Regions from separate parts of the Danio rerio genome. Here region 2 is linked to region 1. Evidence: chromatin contacts called from public Micro-C data. All regions are on one chromosome and are shown on one strand. The core of a region is the stretch at or near the end of the contact, and the rest is flanking DNA. Distances in the headings are between cores, read along the strand shown. Region 1 overlaps fam169ab (family with sequence similarity 169 member Ab). Region 2 holds the start of mzt2b (mitotic spindle organizing protein 2B).

Region 1 (7,857 bases), core at 3,498-5,997:
ATTCACATAAAAGGTGATTCATAGTGTTCTCATATAATGTGTCTATAGTGTCTTCCCATATTTTCAGCTGATACAAAATTGCAAGTGAGACAAACAATATGGAGGAAAGTGAACACGCTCCCGAAATGGCTTTTTTCACATCCAAGTGCGCCCTCACGCGGTCACCCACATTAATGCTCTAAAACAAAGTGTGTGAGCGCTTCTTTCACAGCTTAAACAAATTATGAATAATATAACATACACGGGTCGTTTAATAAATCGTTGGTATACATTTTAGGCAAAAAGAAGGATACGCAAACGAAAATATGTCTACGGAATACTTCAGCAGGCCTACGAGCAGAATGCTAACGATGTCAAAACGCATTTTGCTTTTACATTACTTAAGTCAACAATAGTGACGATTTGTCACTCATTTTATACTAGTCGCAAGGTTATTGTATATTCTAGTATTGGTATGTAAAATAGGACATAAATGTAGCACGTCTCACATCGGCTCTTTCGGATACTACCAAACCATATAACAGTTTAAACAGCAAGCTACATGTAAACTTTATTTAAACCTGCACTTACCTTAGGTTTACATTTGCATATATTTATGTATGAATATGTCTAATTCTATTCACATTTTAAGAAAACACAAGTTTGTGTAAGGGTTTACTTAAAGGGATAATTCACCCCAAACCCTTCACTTGTTGTAAACCTGTTTGGGTTTCATTCCTCTGTTGAACACAGAGGGCATTTTTGGAAACAGATCCACTGCCATTCATTGTAGGAAAAACAAATACTATGGATGTCAATAGTTCCTGGTTTCCAGCTTTCTTCAAAAAAAATCTTTCGAGTTCAACAGAATAAAGAAACCCAAAAATGGTTTTCAAAGTATAACATTTGTAAGAACTTATCATAAAATCAAAAACAATAATAATGATTAATCCACTGCACGTCTAATATAAGATTTACAATGTTATTTTGCTGCTCACATTGTCTTGAAACTCAACTTTTTTTTTTTTTAAAGCAGTTTAAGCTGCAGATCAGGTCAACTTCAATAATAACAAATCAAATGCAAACAGTGATTAAAAATCACAGTTATAATTTTGAGCAGTCAGCACGGTAAATTAAGGGGTTGTGCTTAAAACACACATTAAATACTGCCTGTTTTAAGTTTCTGCCTTTTAGTAATAAAACTAAAACCAAAACCAAAACCTAGATGCTGTAAACACCACCTGTTAAAACCTCCCAAATATGTTATGTAGAATACTTACTAGTACAGGCCGCAGTGTGCAAGCGCATCTAAATTACATAAGGGTATTTTTCTCTATAAAGACAATGGAGTGTGGTGGAGTGCCATGAAACTAGAAACTAGTACTCAAATGTTTTTACTGCGTCTTTTTGCTTTTGTGGGTGTGGACTGGACCACTTTGGTTTTCCTCCGCAACACTCTCCTGTCAACCACTGGAGGCTCTTCCTCTTCTTCTTCTGAACTGTGTTCAACAGCTTCATCTTCTTCTGTGCTCGCCTTCTCATCAGTGCTTGTGAGTTTTTCCTCCTCTTCTTCATCATCAAACTCATCACTGATTTCCTGTATGATCACAGCTTTTCTCAGTCTATTAGATGTTCGCTTGGGTGTTGGTGGAACAGGTTTGCAAATTCCTCCTCGAAGAACTCGAACCCCAATAGGAGAATCTTGAATTTTATCTGAGCTTTTTCCTTCCTCATCATCATCTTCTGTGGTGGCGGTTTCCTCCCCTTCTTTTTGTTCATGTTTGTCTTCACCTTCAGGCAGTTTTTCCTCCTCGTTTTCAGAGTCCTCCGTGCCAGGTTGACTTTCCTGAGTCTCAAGTGGCTCATCGGAGATGGTTTCATCTTCTTTGTTCACAGCTGGTTCATTGGTTTCTTCAATAGGAGATTCAGTGGATTCGTCCATTGAAGCTTCTTGTTCTGGAGCGACTGGTTCATCTGAAGCCTCATTGTCTTGCAAAGAGGAAACACACTCAACCAGGTTAGTTAAAAGGACTGGAACCTCAGGTGGATGATCAGAGTCCTCAGTTTCATCAACTGCAGAAGCTGCTTCCTCTTCAACTGCAGAAGCTGCTTCCTCTTCAACTGCAGAAGCTGCTTCCTCTTCCACTGCAGAAGCTGCTTCCTCTTCAACTGCAGAAGCTGCTTCCTCTTCCACTGCAGAAACTGCTTCATCTTCAACTGCAGAAGCTACTTTATCTTCAACTGCAGAAACTGCTACATCTTCAACTGCAGAAGTTGCCTCCTCTTCAGCTACAGAAGCTGCTTCATCTTCCACTAAAGAAGCTGCTTCCTTTTCAGCTATAGAAACTGCTTCCTCTTCCCGTTTCTGCTCAAGTTCCCCTTCATCTTCAACTAGAGGAGAGACTTCTGCCTCTGCTTCTTGTCTTTCTTCTGTAACACGTTCTTGGTCCATCTGCTCCACTGCTTCCACAGACTCATCGGGAGTGTTAATAATGTCATCCTTCACAGAACAAACAACATAATGATAAATCTGTTCGGTTTTAGAGGAATTGTAGTATAGTGACATTTAAAACACATTTTATTCATTATTTATTTGTTTCTTTTTTTTAATTCTCCTGTTAAGGAACAATTCCTTAAAATACAATAACACTTTGTGATCAGGATGCATTAACTAATATTAGTAAATGTAATTACAAAGATGATCTGAATAAACTGAAAATAATCAACAATACTTGAACAGCATTTACTAATGGTAGTTAATGCTAATTTCAACTTGTGCTTCATAGCAATAATCAAAGCACTATGAGTTAAATCATACAGGATAATGTATTCTTTATTCTGTGGTAACAACTGGCTGTACATGATCTTGCTTATTACATGCTATATTCAACAAACCTAAACAATTAGAAACAAAATATTAAATGGGAGTTGCAATAATTTACTAGCTCTTTAATTCAATGTAAAGCTCGCCAAAAAATGTCTTAAATGGTTTGATGCGGCAAACACTATCTTATTTGTATTTGTGTTTTCACCATTACCAGTTTCAAGGTAAACCACAGTAAATGTTCTGATAGTTAGTGTCAGGGTTTCCAATTTTTAGTGAACTTTTACAAACTAATTGTGAGAGGAGCATGTGATATGATTGTTCGTGGCTGGCCTCTCATCTGTATTCTGCAACAATCCCACCACATTAGTTCAAGCTTGCAATAAATAGGCCCATTTCACCCTACTGCCTGATCTTTGTTTTGGAAGAATCCCTCCTTTCACCCCATCTTCTCCTTTTTCTCCCTTTACCAGGAGGAGCTCTTAAGACCTACCTGACAGTCATTTACAGACAACTATACTGGAAGACTATACTGGGGAAAAAATGGCATTGCAATATTTTGCTTCTCTGCTCTATGTATTGCGATATGAATATTTTCACAAAATGACTGTGTTTGAAAAGAATTCAGAATTTTACATTAATTGGTTTGATTTATTGAGAGGGCATCTGCATAAAATGTACAAAATTTAAAAAAGATAAATGCATAATAATATGAATTAAATGGCCTGCACGGTGGCGCAGTGGGTAGCAGGATCGCCTCACAGCAAGAAGGTTGCTAATTTGAGTCTCGGCTGGGTCAGTTGCAATTTCTGTGTGGAGTTTGCATGTTCTCTTCGTGTTCGCTTGAGTTTCCTCCGGGTGCTCTGGTTTTCCTCACAAGTCCAAAGACATGCACTATATGTACACTGGGTAGGCTAAATTGTCCATAGTGTAAGTGTGTGAATGAGTGTGTATGGATTTTTCACAGTGATGGGTTGCAACTGGAATTAGCAGCTGGATAAGTTGGTGGTTCATTACGCTGTTGCGACTGCAGATTAATACAGGGACTAAGCCAAAAAGAATATAAATGAATATAAAATAAAGCACAGATAAAAACTAAATAAGCATCGCTTCATGGTTTTCGGTGGAGTCTAACAATATCTACTTACAGAAATTAAATAATCAAATAAAAAAGAAAATGATATAGTCTTCATTGTATAGATAATTAAACAATTCATCTTTGCTAAACTTATTCATTTCTTGTGTCCAAATGGTTTAAATCAACTTGAAATTGCTTGACATCTTGTGATGTGAATATTGCAGATTACCACAATGTGATATTGATGCTGAAATTGTATATTGTGCAGCCCTAAAGCATATATCTCTGAAGAACTATTGGGACACTATAAACTGGAGTAATCGCTATACACTGGAGACATCTCAAGAATAAACTGCCAATTGAAGTACATTAAAAGAGAACATTTTACTTTTAAATAGTAATAATATTTAACCTTTTTACTGTATTTTGGTCAAATGAATACAGCCTTTTTGAGTGTAAAAACACTGACTCATAAATAGTAATGTGTGCCGCTTAAATCATGCAGCAGCACAGCACTGACCTTAAAATCGAACTAAATTATTTACCTGTGCATCTCTATCTGCCTCCATCTCTTCATCAGCACCATTTTGGATGGCAGCTTCTGCCTCTAGTGGGAGCTCTTGGTTGACTGGTTCATCTTCTGCGTTTGCTGACCTCTCGTTTTCATCTTCGTGACTCTCACTCATTTCTCCATTGACTTCTGCCACCTTTACAGACAGACAGAGAACTTGATTATCTATAATCTGGCTGTGTGGAATATTTGTATGTGTGAATTGGCATAAAATTTGCACCTCTGGCACATGAACAAACATGCAGTTTTATGAACTGCAGCATAATTTGCATTGGCAACTGTTGTAATCCAGCTTGTTTGTCCACATTCTCAAATGATGAAAAAATAGTGCCAGATGCCTCGTCACTTACCAGAATTTCAGTTTCTGCAACAGAGGCCACTGAGGTCACAACAAACTCCTCCTGGAGTGAGTTTTTTTCAACTTCTTGGCCTTGTTCTCCACTTTCTCCATCTGTGTGTTCTTTGGTCTCAGGTACTGCATCAGGATCAGTCTCTGCTTCTGGTTCGACCAATCTAAAGCCATGAAAAGGCAGATAATAAGGTAATACAGTCAGGTTGCATTTCTGCCCACTGAAGCTGATACTTCTGAACGTTCCACATCTGCACATTCATGCATTTTGCACACTCCCTAGACACCTATGGACATTTATTCAAATTCACACATACCCTGATCATATATTGTGTAAGTTTGAGTGTGCTCCATGCAGGTGAGTGGGCTAGACAAACCACCTGTACGATACGCTTTCCTCTCTATGCACCGGCCACTTTATTAGAAACACTTCTATGTTTTCTACTACATAGTTATATTCTTCATATCTAAAGTTTTAATTTTTTATATTGGTTCTTATTTTGTCTACTTATAACTACTTTGTCTATATCTAAATTTTTCTGTGTTTTTACTAATTTTTATACTTCATAATTTAGATTCTTATTGATATTATTTTTAAAAAAAAATTAAGGTCACGGGCAGTTGTATAAGCATTTTACTGCATATTGTACCGTGTATTTGTGAAAAAATAAAATTTGAATCTCAAAAACAAATCATCCTACCACAAACTTATGAAGAAGTTTTTAACAGCAATAATATAAGCCAAGTCTAAATTAAAATAATAGAAAGATGCCATCACAGGGATGAATAACATTTTAAAATATATCAAAATATAAGCCAACATTGTATTTATAAAAATAGTAAATATTACACAGTTTTACAATTATTACCATACTGTTGCTCCAATAAATGTATTCATAGTGATAAAAAAACTAAAACAAAACATTACAGACCCCAAACTTTTGAATGGAAGTGTATTATGATCTAACACTAAAAATGTATTGCTCTTTGTTTAATGTTTTAATCTGCCTTAACGTTTCAAAATATAGCATTAGTTAGTGTATTATGAACAAATTTCTAATTTATAACATTATATTTGAAACTAGCAATGACATATAATAAATGCTGTAAAACGGTTCATTCCTAATTAACTTCACTAACTTTACTACAAAGTTTTTCTAGGTAGTTTCAAAGGTGTTCTGGGGTCCATTCTTTATACGTGTATTACTCGATTAGCTGGATTTGGTTATTGATGATTTGACACGATCCAGGATCATTTCATTCTTCAAAACTCATCCAAGAGTTGTCATAGCAACAGGTCTGGTAGCGCAAATCTGCTCAGGAGCAGGCATATTTCATATAAACAGGATTAGATTGGGTCATTTCAAGCAAAGGTAATACTGAAAGTATGCTCTGAAAGCTGATTTTTTTTTACAGTAGTAGTTATATACACTTGGGAAAATAGTAAATAGTTAAAAAAAATTAAAAATAATATACATATATATACAGGGCTTGACATTAACTTTTTTGATCACCACCCACTGTGGCTAGTAGATTTCCAACATTACTAGGCACTTGCCATTTTCACTAGCCATAATTTTTTTCTTGGAAAATATATTGTATAAATATATTTGTATTATTAAATGTGACTTTGACATGCTAAAATGACTTGATTTAGATGGTGTTGTCCACATGCCTCCTCATTTATTTAATTTATTTCTGTTTGCGTGTGTTGTGTGTGAGCTTGCTCGCTGTGTATGAGCAAATGGGTTGTGTCGCATTGCATTTGCTTTTTATTTCACATGACTTTTTTAGGGCTCAAAATTAAGTATTTACCAAATTTATCTCTGACTACACTGAAAATAAATAAATATTTTTTAGCCACATCTTTTAAATTTGTCAACTTTTTCCATTCTAATTTTTTCAGTGTACATTAGTGTGGGTCACTCCTTCAGTTTATTAAATGATTTTATATCCCATTTTATTCTTTTAGTACTTATTAATCAACAATTTAGTATTAGACAGGGTGTAATGTTATTTTAAAAGCCCATCTTTTACTTTATTATGCACTTTTCTGAGTGGTACATCAGTAAACCCTATAGTTACTGTGATTTCAGATTTCCTCTAAAAGCTATCAGTAAATGAGGTGTTTTATGTGAGGGCTTTTAGAGACCTGTTGATTTTTTCAGGTCGGTTCTCCCCAGCAATCTCTTCTGGTTCTTCACGTGGCCTTTTCTTGTGTTTGTGTTCACTGCTTCGCGTGCGTGTGGAAATGGGAAGGTCATTGATTTCTACAGCAAGAAAAAAAAAGAAAAGTTTTACACCCACTTAATTCACCTCTCTGAATAAGCAAGAAAAAATGCACAAAAATCCAAACCTTCTGCTACTTTTCGATGTTTGACAACCACCACTTCTTCCTGTAAAACAATTGATGAAAAAACACTAAAGCATTTCACTCTAACCAGTTAAAAGGTTAACAGCTTCTATTAAAATACATACAAAATATTATTTTACATTAAGTGCAACAATGAGGGCATTTTCTAAATATGCTGGTCTGTGGATTGCCTGAATGTATAGCTTTATCCACCAGAAATCATTCAAGCGTTCTCAACAAATAAATGTTATATTAAATAGTTATTAAAAAATTAACTGAAAAAAATTTTTGCATTATTGCAGGAATAAATTGAAGTTTGGTCTCGAAGTTAAAGGGATCGTTCACCCCAAAATTCAAATTCAGCCATCATTTCCAATCCTGATTGAGTTTCTCTTATTTTATTAAATAGAACAGAAGATGTTTTGAACAATTCTGAAATCCTGTAACAACTGACTTCTATAGTTTTTTTGTTTTTTTTTACTATGGAAGTCAGAGGTTAAAGTTTATTTTTAGCATTATTCAAAGCATCTTCTTTTGTGTTTAACAGAAGAAATTAATTCATAAAGGTTTGGAACCACGTGAAGATGAGTTAATAGTAAGTAAATTTACAATTTTGGGTCAGCTATTCTTTTAATCTCCATACTGCTGAAGTATTGCAGCTAAAATATTTCAATTTGTAGAGAGGATCTTCAGAGTTACCGTG
Region 2 (7,857 bases), core at 3,764-6,263, 190 kb before region 1:
TTGTATTGATAAATTATTATAATTATACATCAAGCTGATAGTAAATGAGCAACACAGTGGCTCTGTGGTTAGTACTGTCGCCTCACGCCTGTTTCACACCGCAAGCGTCAGCGGCGCGTGAGCAGAGCGTGAGCAGCGCGTATGTCGAGCAGTAGCAGCACGCAGGCGTTTGCCTTTCACACCAGCTGCGTCTGCAGCGCGCAGCTCTTCGGCAGCTGCTGCTGAGATCAACCTATCTCTGTCTATTCTATCTAGTTACCCCTCTATATACAAATACACTTTTTAAACTTTTCATCTGTACCAAGGCCCCTCCTATGCTGTTTCATTAACCTGCAAATGTTTATTTTACTAATTTTATAGATCAAATAGTACTGTATGCTTCTCAAGCTAACTTATATGAGAATTGTCTACAGTCAGAAAACAATCGCCTGTGATATCATGTCATTTGTTTTTTGATTATCAGGTTGCTGTAGACCTAGTTATAATCATATTTATACAATATAGTTATAATGATATTTATACATGATCAAACTAGTGTTAATTTCTCCGCTTCAGTGATGTCCAGCGGCAGAATAACAGCTCGTTAATTCATGCTCGTGCAGATGATGAGACGGACAAAAGTAATTAATGCATGCCATTCTTTTACTTATTTTCGTGTTGTCAGATTCACAGTGCAAACAGCTCCCGGTAGGAATAATTCGAGTGAACATAAAACAAAGCCGATTAAAACTTTCTTGCTCTGCTAGCTGCACAGAACACAGCGAGCTCACATCAATTAATCCAGCATGCGTGTCGCACTACACTACCCACAATACACTTCGCTATGGACTACAAATCCCGTAAATATTCCATTTCCCCTCTCCTACAACACTAGTGTGCAACTTAAGCAAAACTGATAGTAAAATAGTTTTACATTTGGTTTTGTAGTTCGGGCCTAAATAAATGTTTGTTGCCGTTTTTAATCGTTTTAAGTTCATTTGAAAGACTATATATAAACCATTTGACATTATTAACGCATTTATTGGGTAAAATTGTTAGTTTTTACTGTCATTCAATGTGTTTTGGTCATTCTCAATGCACTGTCACTTTAATTGAGCGTGAGCAGCGCGTCAAAAATAGACCCAGCGCCGAAACTATCGCTGCACTGCTGCTTCGGCGACGCTCACGCCTCGCTCTGACGCGCTGCTGCTGCGTGCGGTATGAAAGCTCTAATCTGTTAACATGGACGCCGAAAACACACGCGCTGCTCACGCTCTGCTCACGCGCCGCTGACGCTTGCGGTGTGAAACAGGCGTCACAGCAAGAAGGTTGCTGGTTTAAGTTCTGGCTGGGCCAGTTTGCATTTCTGTGTGGAGTTTGCATGTTCTCTCCGTGTTCGCGGTCGGTGTTGCAGTTTTCCAAACAGTTCAAAGACATGCGCTATAAGTGAATTGAATAATCTAAATTGGCCATGGTGTATGTGTGTGAATGAGTGTGTATGGATGTTTCCCAGTACTGGGTTGCAGCTGGAAGGGCATCCGCTGTGTAAAACATATGCTGGCTAAGTTAGCAGTTCATTCCACTGTGGCGACCCCTGATGAATAAAAGGACTAAGCTGAAGGAAAATTAATAAATGATAGTAAGTGCAATATCCATATCGCAGAAATAAGTATGATACATTATATTTTAGGTGCCAAACAACTATGCGTGTTGTATGCATTGGTTGTTTATATAAATTAGATGTCTCAGTAGGTACTGTTATCTAATGGATAACTGTCCAAAAGGTGAATCTAAAGTGCCTCATAGCAAAGAGCTAAAAATAAATAATAATGGCAGATGTTGAGATGAAAAATAGACATAAGTTGATGATGTGACAATACATAAATAAATAAACAAACAAACAGTAGAGACCAGAGGAACATGACAACAACAAATAAAAATCTGCTGAGGCTTTTAGTCATTCATAGTGCTTCATGTAAATCATAGTAAATGTAAATGTTTGCACATTGAGCTTTTTTTTTGCCAAAAATTGATTTAATTAATCACAATTTAATTGAATTAATTTAATTGATTTACATATCAGAAACATATCTATTTTGCCTGTTTATTTCATTATGATCATAACATAAAAAATGTAAAAAAAAAAATAGATAATAATAAGAAGAAAAATAGTATGTGTAAAACTCAACGTCACACATTTAATATTTTCCCAGTTTCGTGCCAAGTATTCAAAGTATACAAAGACAGTGCATTTATAAACTTTAGAATGAGAGTCAGTGCAACACGCTCTATGACTGAATAGTCACGCCTTCCAAATAAAGCCAATCAGTATTTGATAAAACCATCATGTCATTGGTACTATCGTTAAAAGCTTGTTTGCTTGGCAGATCTAGCATGAAAAATATTCTTTTGTTACTCTTTAGTTATTTTGTAAGCTTAGAGAATTGGATGTTGCACTATTCAAGAGGTAGGAGCTGTACATGCATGACGTTTTTTAAGACTTGTATTAAAAAGGATGTATTGGGCAAAAATAAGGGGTTTAAGTGGTTTAAACACATTTGCATGGCAACTGACTGCATATATAACCAGCTTCTAAAGGCAAAAATGTATCAATTAAACATTTCATAAAAGCACTTCATAAAAACAGTCTGCTAAAACACTTTCATTGACATGCTCCCTTTCTACATGTCATCAGAGGGGAAAAGCCACACCCATTGGTACGATCTCTTACTCATTAGTACAGGACATTAGTTTTGTTTTTCAATCTGCCATTTGTAGCTCTGTCCTGTTTGAAAAGAGCACAATCTGATTTAAATGTAAAGTCACAGTCACAAAAATTGCACAATAAGAGTCAAACCCTAAAAGGGAGTTTCAAAGAGTGATAAAACATTATTTGTGGGGTATATTGAGCTTCATAAACACACTCACTGACTTATTTTACATCTTGTAAATAGGTCCCCTGTTAATGCACTTTGTTTAAACTTGCATACTTTCTTCTGTCTTTGGTACTGTTAGATGGAAAGCCTTGAAGCTCAGCACAAGGAGCTCCTGCAGGCTCAGTTGGCTTCACTCAGAAGGGAGATCCTGTGCGGGACTGATAACGGCATGGCAATCAATGGCCACAAGGAGGCACTGGAACTCAACGAGGATTCAGAAGAGCCACAAACTGCAGCCATCAGTGGACCTTTAACAGGACTGGAGGACATGGATGTACAGCTACACACAGAGCAGCATGAGACACTAAAATCCACAGAGCTGGAGCTAGTTCCATCCGATACAGTGGCCTGTTTGGAGAGCCCCAGCTTGGACTTAGAATTGACAAACACTGGTTTAACTACATCAAAGGTTTTAGAGGATAAACAGGAAGTGTCTTTGTCCATCGAGGTATCAAAGAAGCGCAATTCTACTGACGACTTAGAGGAGATAGTTGAAAACAAAGTACAAAAAATAAGCTGAGAGTCTCACTCATCTCCATTCCTTTTTAAAAGCTTTTACAAATTGCTGTTACGTAGGCCACACATTTCCAGATCAATAATCTGTGTGTATTCTGTCATTTGGCAAAATATACATGATTCCATGATTTAATTTTTTTACCATAACTCTTTTTTACATTTTTATTCATGTTTGTCAGTGCTATCTAATGCAATGTACTTGTGCTTTTAAAGACTGCATTGGGTTTCATTTATCATTGAGCGTAAACAGACTTGCTACTGATCATGTTTTCATAATAGAAACATTGTGCGGCGAAGAGTTATTAGCTGTGGAATAATTTAATGTAAGGATGCCAAATCTTGAAGTTCTACAGCCATAGTGATATTTAATAATAACCAGTGTTTATTTATTTTGAATTAAATCCCAAGAATAATTATTGACTTTAAGTTAAATTGTCCATTTGTTTTTTACAGATGATATCTGTTGCTTTTCTAAGTGTAATCTGAAATTTTCTTCAAAAATGAGCTTTTTTTTTAAAGTCTACTGTGTGTAGGTTCAGTAATTTCACTTAAACACAGTAAAAAGCATATTCATTACCTTGAAAAGTGAAATTACTAAACTTACACGCAAGGTCTGCAAAAAATGCTCATTTCACAAAAAAAAAAAAACAACTCAGATAACTGAGCTTGAAGGACTGCATCCAAACATCTCTGCCATAACTCAAATAACTTATTAACAAAGTCATCTGGAATGGCAAAGAAAGCCGTCTGGCAGTATTCCCAGAGTTCATCAAGATTCTTTGCGTTTATCTTCTTTGCTTCCTTCATCTTACCACAGACATGCTCAATAATGTTCATGTCTGGTGACTGGGCTGGCCAATCCTGGAGCACCTTCTTTGCTTTTAGGAACTTTGATATGGAGGCTGAAGTATGAGAAAGAGCGCTATCCTGCTGAAGAACTTGCCCTCTCCTGTGGTTTGTAATGTAATGGGCAGCACAAATGTCTTAATACCTCAGGCTGTTAATGTTGCCATCCACTCTGCAGATCTCTCGCATGCCTCCATACCGAATGTATCCCCAAATTATAATTTTTTCCTTGACCAAACTTGACTGAATTGTGTGAGAATCTTGGCCCATGCAAGTTTCAATAGGTCGTCAGCGGTATTTGTGATGACTGGGATGCAGCTCAACAGATGATTCATTAGAGAAATTGACCTTCTGCCACTTTTCCAAATGATCAACTACAAGTCAAGTTATTATTTGTATATACATGCATATGAGTAGTATATAATAGTACTACTTGTATACTCATACATGATATATGTGTTAATGAGTAGAATCAATATAACTTATTTCGAAATAACATGTTTAAAACTACTACATATATATATTTTTATTTATTATTATTATTATTCAAGTGTATATAAAACTTATATAAAGTATATATTTTACAAGTTTTTAATTCTGGAACCGACTAGTGTGCTGATTTTCCAAAAAAGAATCGCAAAACGGGTTAAATGTTTGTTTTCTTTGCCACCAAGCACCACCTTGAAAAAGATAACCGCTCATGATTTCTCCAGACCTCGTGGTGGCAGCACATCAAATGTTCAGGTTGTATCTACCGAGACAACAAACGTAGAGGAAGGAAGCGGGGAATTCACCATTGCACTGTTGTGAGTATTTTATTAAACAAAATCCTTTAATTTAAAAGCTTAAATTACACTTCAGTTTAAAATACAAACATGTATGGAACAAGAAAATGCGGTGATGAAATATATTATGCAATGTATATATATATATATATATATATAACGTTAGCACAGTCACTTGTATGTGTATCTACCCTGGTTGTTATTGTTCAGCATTTAGACATCCAGCCTATCAGTATTTGCTTTAAATAACGTTACATTTCAGGAAAGACATTTCACGACAATAAATTAGTTTTGATATGTGTAAGTTAACTTGCAGCATTGGTAATGTGACAGATAAATGCAATACGTTTTGTGATTGCTCTCTTGTGTGTTTGGCTTTATATACGCACATTCGGACTTTCTATAATTTCAGAAAAATAATATTTGCAGATTCTACATAGACAAGTCATTTTAGCAGCCAATTACTACCAAAGTAACGTTACACTGTTCACAGTCAATTAAATAGTGCTCATGTTATTTTGAAGTCTTACCTAAATGCCAAAGTAGCGTGGTAAACAATGTAGGGACCGTTATCTTTTACAGTTTATGGTTACAATGAACGAATGTGCGAATATGAATTTAAATTTACCTCAATTGTTTGTTGTCAGTGTTTGAGTTGAGGCGTATGTCCCAGTCAGCTCAGCCCGCCGCCATGCCCTCCGCCCCAGACTCTCCCTCTCTGAGCGTGAACGTCAGTGGGAATGTGCAGAAATACAGCATCAAGAAGAAAAAGGTGTTAAACGCAGAGGAGACTGAGCTTTTCGAGCTCACCCAGGCTGCAGGGGTGGTCATTGATCAAGAGGTTTTCAAGTGAGTCACTCAAAATGTACATGTAAACCTGAAAAAAAGAGCAAAAAGAAATCCTTACTGTAATTAAAAAATAAGGGTCGACTGTGTTTTTATGTTTGTGGACTTTTTAGTGTAATGTAACCTTTCTAAAATGAAATGGCTACAAATTAGGGAAATAATATTCAGTCATTCAGTGCAACAAATGAACCAACGTACTGATTCTGACCCATGCTTTTAAAATTCATAAAGTAATAGTATTGTCATTGTATTGTTTTTCAATTGATAAAATATATGGCTGGAAAACAGAAAAACAATAATAAATTAATAGGATTTCAAAAGTACTCCTTAAATAAAAAAATAAAAGTAAATACTATGAAACATTTAAATGGTACTTTTGGATAACACTATATCAGCCAAACAGTTTTAAACTCATATATATTAATATATATTTTTTTCATTAGCAGCAAATCATCATATTATTATGATTTCTGAAGGAATCATGTAACATCGACTGGAGTAATGATGCTGAAAATTCAACATTAACAGTTTAAATTACAATAATAAAAAGTTTTCACTGTATTTTTGATCAGATAAATGCAGTTTGGTGGGCAGAATAGGCTTTAAAAATAAACAAACAAACTAAAATGTAATGGATTTATTGAACAATGTTGTCTCTTTAACTAGAGTTGCACAAAATTTAAATATTTAAAACCATAAAGCATGCACTGCTTATTTCACTTTTATCTTTGCTTTATTGCATTCATCAATGCTTGTAGTTCATTACATGTTATTCTCAATTCACTCCCCTGCAGAATTATCCCAATCAATCAAAATCAACTCATTTGATCACACTTTAGGCACCAAATCACATTAATAACTAGTTGCTTATTAGTATGCATGTTCTTGAGGTACTGGCTATTAAGATATTAGTACTCATAAACTGCATATACTGCATGATCTTATTCTACATCTCTAACCCAATCCCTAAACTACCTTGAAATCCATTTATAATGAGAAATTAGGAGTTTTGAAGCAAATGTCATGTTTAATAGTTTGCTAGCAGCAAGAATTGAACCTTTAAATAAAGTGTGACAAGGAATTCTTTCCAAATTGTACTATTCAATCATTTGGGGAAATTTTATAGAAGAGCGTAAACAGACAATATGTCACAGAAAACTCAAATATCACAATTTTCCAATATCATGCAGCCCTACTGTTAACCCATACATGTTGCAGATTTCATTAAAAAAAAAAAAACATCTTCAAGACTCATTTCATGTGTCTCATGATTTTTAACACTGTCCTGCTCTACTACAGGATCATAGTGGACCTGCTGAAGATGAACGTTGCGCCTCTAGCAGTCTTTCAGACTCTAAAGACCATGTGTGCTGGACAGAAGGTCTCTGAAACATCCACCGGTGACGCATCTTCAACATCTCACACCACTGCTGTCCCTACGGAGTCAAGAGGTGAGTGAACAACATGCTAAAACTATGGAGGAAACAGACCAAATCATAATGTGCCACAGTTTTACATAACTTGAGCTGAAAAGTAGATGAAGTCCAACTCAAAATAACATCTGTCTTATCCTGCAGGTGATTAGATCTCTAACTTTGAACTGGAATCAATTTCTACATAGGGATGTGGGATATTTATTGACTACAAGCTGACGTTGTCCAATATTTCACTCACTTTTGCAAAAAACAAATAAAGGTGTATCTTCATAGAGCATCTCTGTGTGATGAAGCCTTTTAGATTACATTTAGAATAAAGTAAGTAGTAATATCACACAATCAAGACTGGCAATTTTCTGTGTGTGATTTGCAAACATGATATTGATTTTATAAGACGGTTCATTAAACTAGAAGATAATATTGAGCGAGTTAAATTTTAGACATCATTCTAGTTTTGTCAAAATACCGTAATGCCTCTTACCTCTTACAATGCATTTAAAATCATAGATATTG

Evidence for each region. A called contact is a pair of places that touch in the nucleus more often than the background predicts.
Region 2: a Micro-C map of caudal fin shows a contact between it and region 1, with 6 times the contacts expected there. The contact joins the promoter of mzt2b here to the enhancer-like site in region 1. A contact is called at or near these places in 5 of 18 Hi-C or Micro-C datasets (caudal fin, embryo and skeletal muscle) and 1 of 4 datasets of contacts at active chromatin or transcription factors (embryo).

The regions. Positions count from the first base shown.
Region 1 is chr21:17,301,896-17,309,752 of GRCz12tu, reverse strand. It overlaps fam169ab (family with sequence similarity 169 member Ab), which reads right to left. Exons shown (of 13, transcript XR_012396678.1): 8 at 7,854-7,857; 9 at 7,158-7,197; 10 at 6,954-7,071; 11 at 4,803-4,965; 12 at 2,871-4,588; 13 at 1-2,817. Among named protein-coding and RNA genes, the nearest start is that of fam169ab, 26 kb to the right of the region's middle. Within about 2 kb of position 4,747, at least 2 of the 62 cell types and tissues checked have an H3K27ac peak or open chromatin away from gene starts, as enhancers often do. A contact at or near this core is called in caudal fin, where this site is marked.
Region 2 is chr21:17,495,111-17,502,967 of GRCz12tu, reverse strand. mzt2b (mitotic spindle organizing protein 2B) reads left to right here and starts at 5,013. Exons shown (of 4, transcript NM_001316934.1): 1 at 5,013-5,083; 2 at 5,710-5,911; 3 at 7,208-7,359. The coding sequence starts at 5,727. It overlaps zgc:193801, which reads left to right. Exons shown (of 8, transcript NM_001130782.1): 8 at 2,995-3,507. The coding sequence ends at 3,435.